Regions from separate parts of the Salmo salar genome. Here regions 1 and 3 are each linked to region 2. The links are chromatin contacts, called in public Hi-C maps. All regions are on one chromosome and are shown on one strand. Each heading gives the region's core, a stretch centred on a gene start, on an enhancer-like site or on the middle of the called end of the contact. The rest is flanking DNA. Distances are from core to core; before and after follow the strand shown. Region 1 holds the start of LOC106571671 (breast cancer metastasis-suppressor 1-like protein-A). Region 2 holds the start of LOC106571676 (transcription initiation factor IIA subunit 1). Region 3 holds the start of LOC100194629 (calmodulin 2 (phosphorylase kinase, delta)-3).

Region 1 (3,801 bases), core at 116-2,615, 250 kb before region 2:
CGAACCCTCTAATGTATACAAAATGTATTTTAAATGAATGTCTCTCTCAATACAAAGTTCACTGAGTATTAGATATCCTTACAAATCAGTCATGTTAACCATCTAGTTGCTGTTTAATTTACATACAGACAGGCCCATAGGATGGGAGATCTGTCTCTGATGACTCACCTGAAGGAAAACCAGCAAACTGTGGAGGGGGGATGCCCGGTGGCAAAAGGGTTCGGTTGAGATGAGGAGGGAACGACATCTTGTGGAAATCACCCACCTAAACATGGAACCAAAGAAAACCAGTCAGAACTGTAATAAGAGAAATGGAATAGTACGAATTAGACCCTGTCCATCTCTCAACACAAGATAACAGCACGTGTTCAGCTGGCTTTTTTGTACTTGTGGCTGCATACGTCAGCTGACAGATATCCACCTGTAAAATATCCGCCACAGGTCGATAGAAGGCCTGGTACTAACGTTAACCAACTTAACTAACGTTAGCTAAGTTAGTTAGATGGCTAGCTAACTGGATAACTGTAACGTCGTCAGGTCATATCCACGACTCTGGGTAACGTTAGCAGGTTAAGTTACTTATGAAAGACATTAACTTCACCTTGTTTGTCATATTTGTCGTTAAGGTCAGCTACAACGTATTCGAATTAGTTAACGTTAGCTATACTCGCTAAGTAACAGAGGTTTTAGGTTTTGTCCTCCACAACAAGCCTGGCAAGGCTAGCTTGTGTGTTGTAACTACGCTAACTAGCAGCTAACTACCGTACCGGGGAAACCATTCTCACAGTTTGTTAGTTACACTTAGCCAGCTAAATACCGTCGATAATACTCAGACAATGAAGTGAAAAACAAACTACCGAATCAGATTTTACTTACCCACAACCAGTCGGTTTATCGGTTAAGACGGGCTACTTCGCTTCTGTCTACCTCCGTTTAGGTGGCTAAATGTGATAGCTAGCTACTGTACATCAACCCCGCAAAAAGTCAGCGCACCAGAGATATTACAGAAAGTAAGAGATGGGACTCACATTGGGAAATTAATAGAGTACGCATAACGTCCCACCCAGCAGTCTGTCGACCAAAACGTTGTAATTATACGTCACGCAACTGCTAAACTAAACGTCAAGCGCTCATGTGCCAGTCGGAACTAGGAAACGGGTTGTAGTTACACACGTGTCGCGTTCAACGAATCAGCAAGTCCGAAATGTCCGCGTTTCCCTAGTTCCGATTGGCATTTTCGTCTAGAAATCTGAAGTCTGTCTATTTTCCTCGAAAGTACGTAATGTCACGATTACAAAGCTACACGGTATTACACTGAACAAGTCAATTATCTCAGTTAAGAGTGGTAATGTTGTACTACTTGTTCACAACATACATGCTAATGTTGGGTTTTTGAGCTAGCGCACAATTGACACCCATTCGATCCTTGTCCCAGAATGCCTTGCACGGCCCATTGACAACGTACAAACGGCGTTGTATATTTCTAATAGAGTTTCCCATCTCCTCAAAAATGTGGATTTTTTTTTGTAAAAGAGCATCTGATTGGTCGATTCGGTAGCCATGTTTTTAACCTCCAGTTCCCTCTGTTGTTTTAGCTAGCTAGTTGTTTATCCTGTTAGCCGTCGTCATTTTTATTGCTATTTTTTTTTTTTTAAGTCAGTTCGCAAACCATTTCCTCTAATTTTCAAAGAGATCTAACGTTATGCCGGTGCACGCCCGTGAAAAGAAAGAAAGCAACCACGAAGAAATGGAGGTTGATTTTCCCGATCAAGACGCTAGCAGCACAGACGAAGAGGACACTGTAAGCTCTTCTGTATCCGAAGATGGAGACAGCTCGGGTAAGGGATAGGTACATTACTAGTCTGTAAATATTAGAGCTAGCTAGGCAAAATGCAGCTGGCTGCTATGCATAATGCATTGTAGTTCCTAAATGAACGTGCTGTAATGCAATGTAGGTCCAGTTTTACGATGGTCTCTTTAATTCTGGCCAAAGAAAGTGATGTTGATGCTTCGTGGCCAACTAGCTAGCTAGCTGACGTTAGTTAGTATCAAGCTACCTCTAGTTTGTTTACTGTATTAGATTTGTCTGCATTTTTTATTTTTGTCAACAGATATGGACGATGAGGACTGTGAGAGAAGACGAATTGAATGCATGGACGAGATGACTACCCTCGAGAAGCAATTCGGTGACTTGAAAGAACAGTAAAGACACGTTTGCTACTTTTCAGATTTAAGCACACGTTCCACATTGTTTTCTTTCTGGTCCATGTTTACATGCATGAGTATAAGCCAACCAACTACTGATGCCGCTGTATTGCTCACCGCTGTCTGTCTCGTTGTCACTAGGTTGTACAAGGAGAGGCTAAGTCAGGTGGATATAAAGCTGAAGGAAGTGATAGCTGGCTGTGCCCAAGAGTATCTGGAACCACTGGCAAACCTGCAGGAGAATATGCAGATCAGGACCAAAGTCGCTGGTAAGTTTGAATGTAATTTTAGCCTACACTAGATTAGATACTAACGTCCCACTTTGTAACTTTAGTTGTGGCAGATGTCAATGTCAGGAAGATCAGTGGTTTTCTAACATTTTAGTTGTGTATTCCTCAGATGACCTACCCACCAGCTCCCTGGGTAGGCTACCTCCAAATATAAGAAACACACATCTGTTTATATATGTTGTCTCTATTCTTATATGCAATGTACTGTTATAACAATGTTACAATGTAATATATGTCTCTGTTCTCAGTGATGTCAAACCTTCTGAAGGGTGCCGACTGAGGGTAAAAATATGTTTTCCTTGTCTTGTATCTTCTCCAGGGATCTACAGAGAGCTGTGTCTGGAGTCTGTGAAGAACAAGTATGACTGTGAAATCCAGGCTGCCTGCCAACACTGGGAGGTCTGATGGCAATTCAATACAATAAACCTTTATTTATCCCCAAGGGGCAATTGTTGGCACAGTGAGTAATAACACAGTAGTCAAGCATAAAGTGCATTCATTGTTTATCTCTGGCCCTGTCTAATTACTGTAGGCTCTGAATGACCAAGGCTCTGAATCTGTCCTCGTGCTCCTAAACCTTAGTGCCGCTTTTGACACTGTCAATCGCCACATTCTTTTGGAGAGATTGGAAAGCCTAATTGGTCTACACTGACCAGTTCTTGCCTGGTTTAGATCTTATCTGTCGGAAAGATATCAGTTCGTGTCTGTGGGTGGTTTGTCCTCTGACAAATCAATTGTACGTTTCGGTGTTCCTCATGGTTCTGTTTTACGACCACTGTTGTTTTCACTGGATATTATACCTCTTGATGACGTCATTCGAACACACAATGTCAACTTTCACTGCTATGCGGCTAACACAGCTGGATATTTCTATGAAATATGGTGAAGACCCAAAATTGCCTACCCTGGAAGCCTGTGTTTCAGACATAAGGAAGTGGATGTTGGCAATTTTGTATCTTTTAAACAGAGATGCTAGTTCTAGGTCTCAAGAAACAAAGAGATCTGCTGTTTGATCTGACAATGAATCTTGATGGTTGTACAGTCGTCTCAAATACAACTGTGAAGGACTTCCGCGTTACTCTGGACCCTGATCTCTCTCTTTTGACGAACATATCAAGAATATTTCAAGGGACGATTTTTTTTCTCTCCATCATAGCATTGCAAAAATCAGAAACTTTTTGTCCCAAAATAGTGCAGAAAAGCTAATCCATGCTTTTGTCACTTCTAGATTAGATTACTGCAATGCTCTACTCCGGCTACCTGGATAAAGCACTAAATTATCTTCAGTTAGTGCTAAATAGAGCTG
Region 2 (4,143 bases), core at 1,507-4,006:
TGGAAGTATGCTTGGGGTCATTGTCCATTCTGAAGACCCATTTGCGACCAAGCTTTAACTTCCTGACTGATGTCTTGAGATGTTACTTCAAAATATCCACAATTTTCCTCCCTCATGATGCCATCTATTTTGCCAAGTGCACCAGTCCCTCTGCAGCAAAGCACCCCCACAACATGATGCTGCCACCACCATGCTTCACGGTTGGGATGGTGTTCTTCGGCTTGCAAGCAGCCCCCTTTTTCCTCCAAACATAACGATGGTCATTATGGCCAAACAGTTCTATTTTTGTTTCATCAGACTAGAGGACATTTCTCCAAAAAGTACGATCTTTGTCCCCATGTGCAGTTGCAAACCGTAGTCTGGCTTTTTTATTGCGATTTTGGAGCAGTGGCTTCTTCCTTGCTGAGCGACCTTTCAGCTCATGTCGATATAGGACTCGTTTTACTCTGGATATAGAAACTTTTGTATCTGTTCCCTCCAGCATCTTCACAAGGTCCTTTGTTGTTGTTCTGGGATTGTTGCTCCCAATGATGAACCAGACTTGTGGAGGTCTACAATTTTTTTTCTGAGGTCTTGGCAGATTTCTTTTGATTTTCCCATGATGTCAAGCAAAGAGGCACTGAGCTTGAAGGTAGGCCTTGAAATACATCAACAGGTACACCTCCAATTGACTCAAATTATGTCAATTAGCCTATCAGAAGCTTCTAAAGCCATGACATCATTTTCTGGAATTTTCCAAGCTGTTTAAAGGCACAGTCAATTTAGTGTATGCAAACTTCTGATCCACTGGAATTGTGATACAGTGACTTATAAATTGAAATAATCTGTCTGTAAACAATTGTTGGAAAAATTACTGCAGAAAGTAGATGTTCTAACCGACTTGCCAAAACTATAGTTTGTTAACAAGAAATTTGTGGAGTGGTTGAAAATTGAGTTTTAATGACCCCAACCTAAATGTATGCAAACTTCCGACTTCAACTGTATCTAATCAATATATGTGTTTTTCTATTTTCCATTTATTTTTTATAAATGTTCGAATTTTTCTTCCACTTTGACTTTACAGAGTATTTTGTGTAGATCGTTGACAAAAAATGACAATTAAATCCCACTTTGTAACACAACAAAATGTGGAAAAAGTCAAGGGGTGTGAATACTTTCTTTAGGCACTGCAGGCCTATCTTGGTCCATTCTTAGCCTGTAATTTGTGTGGTATTAAAAAAGATTCTGCTTTGTAAAATTAAGTATGAAATGCATGAAATGTTTATAAAAAGCATTTTTCTTCAGACCTGCAAATACGATGATAGATTCATGCTTTTACTATAAAGGAGATCTTTCCACCGATACTCTTCTCTACGTGGTCTGTGAACCGATAACCTTCTGGCCCGCAGCCCTGTACACGATCAAAATTATTGCATTGCCATAATGCTTACAAGACGAAGAACACTTTCTAAAACATCATATCTAAGGCTCCGGTCTGTCCAAGAAGTGAGGGTAACGGTAAGGATGTTCTCTGCTATCCACTTTAAAATATATTTTGCTGAAGAGAGGGCCATCCCATTTTATCTCAGAGGTCAGATTTTTTCCATTTAACCCTTAATATCATTAACGTTCACTTCCTTATTATAACCAAAGATTGTGGATATACTGACAAGATACATGTATCTTCGCCAGTGGAGGCTGCTGAGGGTAGGATGGCTCATAATAATGGCTGGAATGGTGGAATGGCATCAATCACGTGTTTGATGTTGTTGACACCATTCCAATTATTCTGCTCCAGCCATTACCACGAGCCCGTCCTCCCCAATTAAGATGCCACCAACCTCCTGTGCTCTTTGAGCTAACAATGGGAGTCGTTGTCCTCAACGCTGCACTGCGGGCTGTCGAGTTTATCTGTTCGTTGGATTGGTGGATACATCTCATTGTTGTAGTCCTTTTTTGATTATTCGATGAGGGTTGTTGACGTCAACCGCCTGTATTCAATGGAGGGAGACGCTATGCTACTAGCCTTAAGCAAAATTTGCATAGTCATCTCGAGACAACTCCGATATAAAGTATTTTTTCTTAACGTTGCACATGTCCTACTTTTATCAGTACACTCGTAACAACTTTATAAGCATTACGAATCTTCTATTCGATCAAATAAACATCACGTAGCATATAATCCATTCATTTTTTGTTGATCAAATTCGACACTCTCATTGACCTAGATACTAACACCCCAAACTTGCTTGTTGGGCGAAACAACGAAAAATATTTAGAAAAAGGAAGATTATCCAATCTATAAACATGATAGTTTCCACTGGCGGCACCATCCAATCTGCATTACAGACTACTGGTTCACTCTATGAGAAAAAACTATTTTCGCATAGCTCGTACATTTCTGTGCCTGCCTTGGAAATATGGCATTAGACAGTTTACCTTGTTTTGCAACGTCTGGTATATATATTAAAAAAAACAGATTGCATGAATGCATTGTGATGTTTATGTTTATTTACCAAACAAAACGTAGTAATACAAAAAAAACTAAAAAAACAGTAGTCAGCATCAAAGCTAATCAGAAACGATTGAAGCAAAGCTATTTGCTTTTTGTGAATACTTTCATTCACTCAATTCCCAATACACTACGTAAAAATACATTTCGAGGTACTGTTAAAACTGAATGTTTTTCTTCTGTACGATATTCCCGCGGACTCTCGCGGTAATGACCGGGTTGACCTGCCTTATGTCTCGCGCACTCGCAGCTCCAGCTCAGTATATAAAGGAGGACAACGGCGGGCGAAGAACGGCTGGGAAGGCACAGACCGGATTTGTAAATAAGACCGTTCAAATCTGTGTTTTATTTACAAAAGTTATGCCGGCTAATTTTAAGTATCGTACCCAGTTGTTTTAGATCGTTTTTCCTTTTTTTGCTCTCATTCCTCGCTTCATTTTCGTGTGGTTTTACACTACGCGTAATGGCGAGCTCGGCTAACTCGAATCCAGTGGTAAGGATCATTCTCAGAGGGTAGTTAGTGAGACAGAACTAGTTATGATGGCAAACTAACTGCCAAAAAATAATTTTGAGTGCAAAAACATTAAAATAAGTTACCTAGGGAGTATTTTTGGCGAACAATTTAGGTTTTCTCATGAATAAAAATGATAGCCATAAGTACAACAGCCATTTTAACCTCTTCGAAACCATAGCTAAATCATTTTCAGAATGCAGCTGGGGAATGACGTTTTTAACTTATCTTGGGCAAATGTTCTCAGATGCAGTGTTAACCTTTAGCCAAGTCTTTTAGTTTTAAGCTAAATAATTAAATATCAAGTTAGAAATGTGTTTTGAGCCTCGTCTAATTTGCAAGCTATGCCACCTAACTACAGTAACGTTAGCTAGTCAACATGCATCAACTACATTGATGCATTTTCAATGTGGACTGGAGAGCTACCTAAAAAATAATATAACGTAGTTAGCTATCAATAACGTTAGTTACTAGTTAGTACGGTACCTATCTACAGTATCTTCGAGTTTAGGAATTGTTCCTGGAGCCTAATGAAAACTAGCAGTTTGCCTTGATGTACAGTTGGAAGCACCTTCTCATCCAATGCATTTGTTTAATTCCTATTGTCGGAATTAAAACTGATTCAGGTGCTATGTATTGCTTGATAATTTCAAACAAGGTCGTACAGTGCCTCTGTCCACCATTACACGAACAAGGCTGCTCGCTAGCCGCCCCAAAACACGTAGCCCTCTATTCTCCACTATTTATTTGTCCGTCTCTAAAATCACATTTTAACCAGCTAAAGTCACACTATCTTCTAGCAACAACCCCATTTACATCCAACATTGGAATATTAGTGACTGCGAGCGTGAGGCAATGTGTGCCTGACCCCGGCTCCGTAAAATGGCTTCCATGTCTCCTCTCTTGACGGTTGTGACCTTCCTCCTTTCCGCAGCTCGGTTTTATACAGCCATATTGGCTCTCTAATATAGACTGCCCGGGATGGGAAGGCGCTACTCAACCCTACGTCACCGTCTCTACATATAAACACCCGACTGAGCTTGAAATAGTGAGCAGACAGGCCAAGAGGCGGGGAGAGCGACGGTGACACCGGGGAAAATGACCTTTTGTCGGTGTTCACGCGACCGTTTGAGTTTGACGG
Region 3 (4,167 bases), core at 1,594-4,093, 200 kb before region 2:
GTGGATGTAGCAACGTGCTGGTAGGCAGCAAAGTACTGCTGAATTAACACATCACAGAACCACTCCACCCACTCCACCCACACACACACGTCTGTGTCCAGGAAACTCCCTCTGAGTCACCATTTCCTATGGAAGTGAGGGTGTTGTTGGGCAAGCATTCAGGCCAGCTTGAGAGAGAAGGGTGTGGGTGGAGGGGTTCCTGCCTGTTACAGGTTCTCTGGCATGAGTGGGACAACCACTCCCACTGACCAACCACAGCAAGGGACTAGAGACAGGACTCGTTAGTTCACTAGACAAATGACATTCTTTCTCTTCTCAAACATCACCAGGTAGCCTATTGTTCTGGTGTCTGTCTTTAGGCTGCAGAACAGCAGTAGCTTACCGATAGAAACTAGTTTGGCTGGTCTCTGCTATGCAGTCCATCACGCTTCTTAAACATCCTTTACAAGGCAGGCAGGTATTATCCGAGCATCTCTAGTCTACAGTTTTACAGTGTAGCCTACAATAGAGAGTAGGTGGCATCAGTAAGGCCCCTTATATGGACTTGCTTCCCCTAAAGTGTATGAATATGACTCATAACAAAGGAAACTCTTAGTCCCCAGGGACATACTATATGTATGAGCACACAGACATACATTTGTACTGGGAAGCTTTTGAGCTCATATGTGTTGAACGCCTCTTCTCTTTCAGTCTGGACAAAAGATTGGGGGGGGGCAATCACCATCAACACCAGCCTAGGGCACCATATGGACCTGATTGGTGGGTTGAGTTTTGGGTTGTGTTCATTAGGACCCACAGTAAAAAAATTTAAAACATTTTGCAATGGAAAACAAAAATGTGCATTTCTTATTGGACGAGTCCAGGTAGTTCCTCCTCATTTTTCAGTCTGTTTGGTGCCTAATGAACACAACCCTGATAGCAGTTTACAGGTTGACTCATCCAGGCCAGGACCACCTGCCAGGCAAATAAATGATTCAATGCTCGGGATCAGATGTCCTCTAAGTTACTAAACACGCACCAGCAAACAAGGCTGGAACAGGATAGGGACAGGTAGACTTACTTGATACTTCCATCTGAATAGAGATACAGGTTTTCCACTTCAATAGTTGTTTTATGTTGGAGTGTATGGTAGGCCTACACAGGGCTTTGCTCACGGATTCAACTTTTCAAAAGGGCGATGCGCAACATATACTTCAATTACTACACTGGTGTGCAACATGAAACCTAACCGCATGCAGCAGTTCAATACCACACGTGACAGATATGTGATCGCACAGAGAAACATTTCTATTGACTCCCCTAGTGCTATGAATGATCCACAGGGCTGGTAATCAATAGATCATTCATATATTGATTGGGAGAGACTTTTCCCTTCAACACACCCGGCTTCATCACTTCCACCGAATGACTTATCTTGCTGTGACATCTGAGAGATGCTTTTATATGAGTCAGAGGGGTTGGGTTAAACGTAGAATAGGCATTTTGGGTTTGAATGCATTCAGTTGTGCAGCTGACTAGGTATCACCCTTTCCCTTTCTATGTCATTGAATGAACTCAATTTCGACAGTTGGAAATTGTGTGTGAGCTGTTTGATCGTTGACAGTTATACAGTGAAGTTTGAAACACATTTCTGATTTAGCCTAACAATAATTCCCAGAAAATATAACTTTGTTGCTGCTAAATGATGTAATAAGAATGACATTAAACATCAATCAAATACTTTATTCTGCATTTGAAGGAATAAAATAAAATAAAAAACAGCAGACCCAAGACTGAACAGCTGTTGATGTTCTCGCCTAGGCTACCGAGTAGGCATTTGCATACCATTAAGAACGCAAAAGACAACCTAATCAGGCGGCGTTACAGTGAGATAAACGGCGCTTGAAGGCGAAACTTTGTAACTACTGTAATGTAGAATTATATAAAATGTTTCAATTTTTTCCAGATTCCCCAATTTGAGGGAGATGGGCGATTTCAGTTGCGGATCACAGGCGATGTATTGCTGCAATTCGCATTATGGTTGGTCCATCAGACAGAGCGCGATGATGCAACATGGAAAAATGCAGCTAATAACTATCCATGGAATGGGTTCATTTTCCTCAAAATGGGATGAATCCTATTCGGTAGCATATAGGAGTTGATATAACTAGATTGCCCATTAATAAAACGTGTTGAGACATGAAGCAGCATCATAGGTAAAAAGGCTTGTCAACTCTTTACGAGTGCAGCGTTACCCCATAATTTGCCAGTGCGCTTTCCTATTCCAGCCAACACACTACACTCTGAAATGTAATCACTTTAGTTACAGAATTGTGCTGTAATCATCTAGCAACTTGCTAGTTATCCCAAAGCTATTAATCTGATGTTTGAATTAATTAAATCTGCACCGTGCAGCCTCGAGCCAGCAACATACCCCGGTATAGCCATCGAGCCAACTACTATGCCGTAAGAATTGCGCAGTTATCGCGGAATCCCGCTCCATTTTGTGTTACATCCTGTTCATTTACACCTCAGCGGTTATATCGCCCTAGAAAATGTTCCTCCAAATAGAATCAACTCGCCCTCGTAAGACTAAAGATGACATATCCCATGCAATTACATAACAGTTGCAAAACAGCAAGCTTTTTGATCACCCTCATTTAATTCCCGGTAAGATAAAATGCTGTAAACCTATATGAATGAATAGCAAAATTGTGGATATCCCCCATATCTTGACCCTCTTCCATGTCCCATTACATCGTGGCATTAAATGCATTGACAAATGATTAAAAAAAATGAATCCCACAAAAAATATAGAATACATACCATGTTCGATGGATCTGGGCTGATTGTCTATGAACTAGACAACGTGTGTGCTCGTTCCTTAGATGGACTTTCCAGCGGGATGGAGGTGCGTCGCGGTGGTGGTGGTGAGAACGGGGACTATGTATCCCTCCGCCACACCAGCCCAGCCTGTTCACTCACTTCCTTATCCCCCCCCGCCCCGTCTACTGTAGCGCCCTGTAGTGCAGCAGGCCTCGGGTGTATTCATTCCGCCGATTCTGTTGCGAAACGTTTCTTTGACGTAAGCAAACGAAACGGGGAGGAAGCTACCTACATTTATCCAATAAAAATTATAGTTTTGCTGTTTGCGTCCGTTAGGAAACAGTTTCACCCCTGCTGTGCACGTCCCCCAATTCAATGATGATTTGCGCCAGTGGCACAGGAGGCTGCTGAGGGGAGGACGTGACTATGAGCCTGTCCTCCCCAATTAAGGTGCCGCCAGCCACCGGTGTAGCATATATAGATAGACAGTTCTCTCTGCTACCGCTCAGCAAGCCGTACCGATGCACCAACTCAGACTATGCAACATTGACCCTTTTAGCACTCTTTTGACTCGACACACGCTGCTGCTACTGTTTATTATCTACCCTGTTACCTAGTCACGTTATCCCTACCTACAGACAGTATATATACATACAGTATCTACCTCATTTACCTCGTACCCCTGCTCATCGACTCTGTACTGGTACCCCATGTATATGGCCAAGTTATCGTTACTCATTGTGTACTTATTTCTCGTGTTATTATTTTTCTATTATTTCATTTTTTTTCTCTCTGCATTGTTGGGAAGGGTTTGTAAGTAAGCGTTTCGCTGTTAGTCTACACCTGTTGTTTACGAAGCATGTTGACAAATTCATTTGATCTGTTAGCAGCTGCAACTCTCCATACACTCCGGGCAACAGCCAAGAACATTCTAAACGTCATCATGGTCATTCTAGATTAGGCCCCTTTGTGTTATTTTTACTAGAGGCCTATAAATTATAGGCACATCTCATCCAAGTCTAAATAACCATTTAGCTATAAATGTTTCCCTTCGGTAATAGACACCTGTGCCCATATTGGTTGACCCACCCTCAAGCATGAGGATAGATGATATCGGAACCTCCAAAACACCCTTTAATGTCATTTTGCTACAAAAATCATAATTTATCACACTACAGTAAATATGTCAGTGAATAATAGAGACATTCTTTCCGCATTAATATCATTATGACCATCCATGATAGTGTATTTCGAAGGGCCATGAGTTCAAACTGAACTTAGATCTCGACTCGAGCAGCTCAGAACTTCCACACGGAACTATTTCTCTGCAGCGGAAGGATACTACTGGTGTATGAAGACGCT

What was found. Hi-C and Micro-C count contacts between places; a contact is called where the count stands out from the background.
Region 1: a Hi-C map of gill shows a contact between it and region 2, with 5 times the contacts expected there. The contact joins the promoter of LOC106571671 here to the promoter of LOC106571676 in region 2. A contact is called at or near these places in 2 of 3 Hi-C or Micro-C datasets (gill and muscle).
Region 3: a Hi-C map of muscle shows a contact between it and region 2, with 4 times the contacts expected there. The contact joins the promoter of LOC100194629 here to the promoter of LOC106571676 in region 2. A contact is called at or near these places in 2 of 3 Hi-C or Micro-C datasets (gill and muscle).

Annotation. Positions count from the first base shown.
Region 1 is chrssa15:47,949,967-47,953,767 of Ssal_v3.1, reverse strand. It overlaps LOC106571671 (breast cancer metastasis-suppressor 1-like protein-A), which reads left to right and starts at 1,365. Exons shown (of 10, transcript XM_014145007.2): 1 at 1,365-1,838; 2 at 2,112-2,202; 3 at 2,347-2,474; 4 at 2,815-2,894. The coding sequence starts at 1,703. It also overlaps the pseudogene LOC106571670.
Region 2 is chrssa15:47,699,978-47,704,120 of Ssal_v3.1, reverse strand. It overlaps LOC106571676 (transcription initiation factor IIA subunit 1), which reads left to right and starts at 2,756. Exons shown (of 11, transcript XM_014145014.2): 1 at 2,756-2,984. The coding sequence starts at 2,955.
Region 3 is chrssa15:47,898,179-47,902,345 of Ssal_v3.1, reverse strand. It overlaps LOC100194629 (calmodulin 2 (phosphorylase kinase, delta)-3), which reads right to left and starts at 2,843. Exons shown (of 6, transcript NM_001139714.1): 1 at 2,806-2,843. The coding sequence starts at 2,808.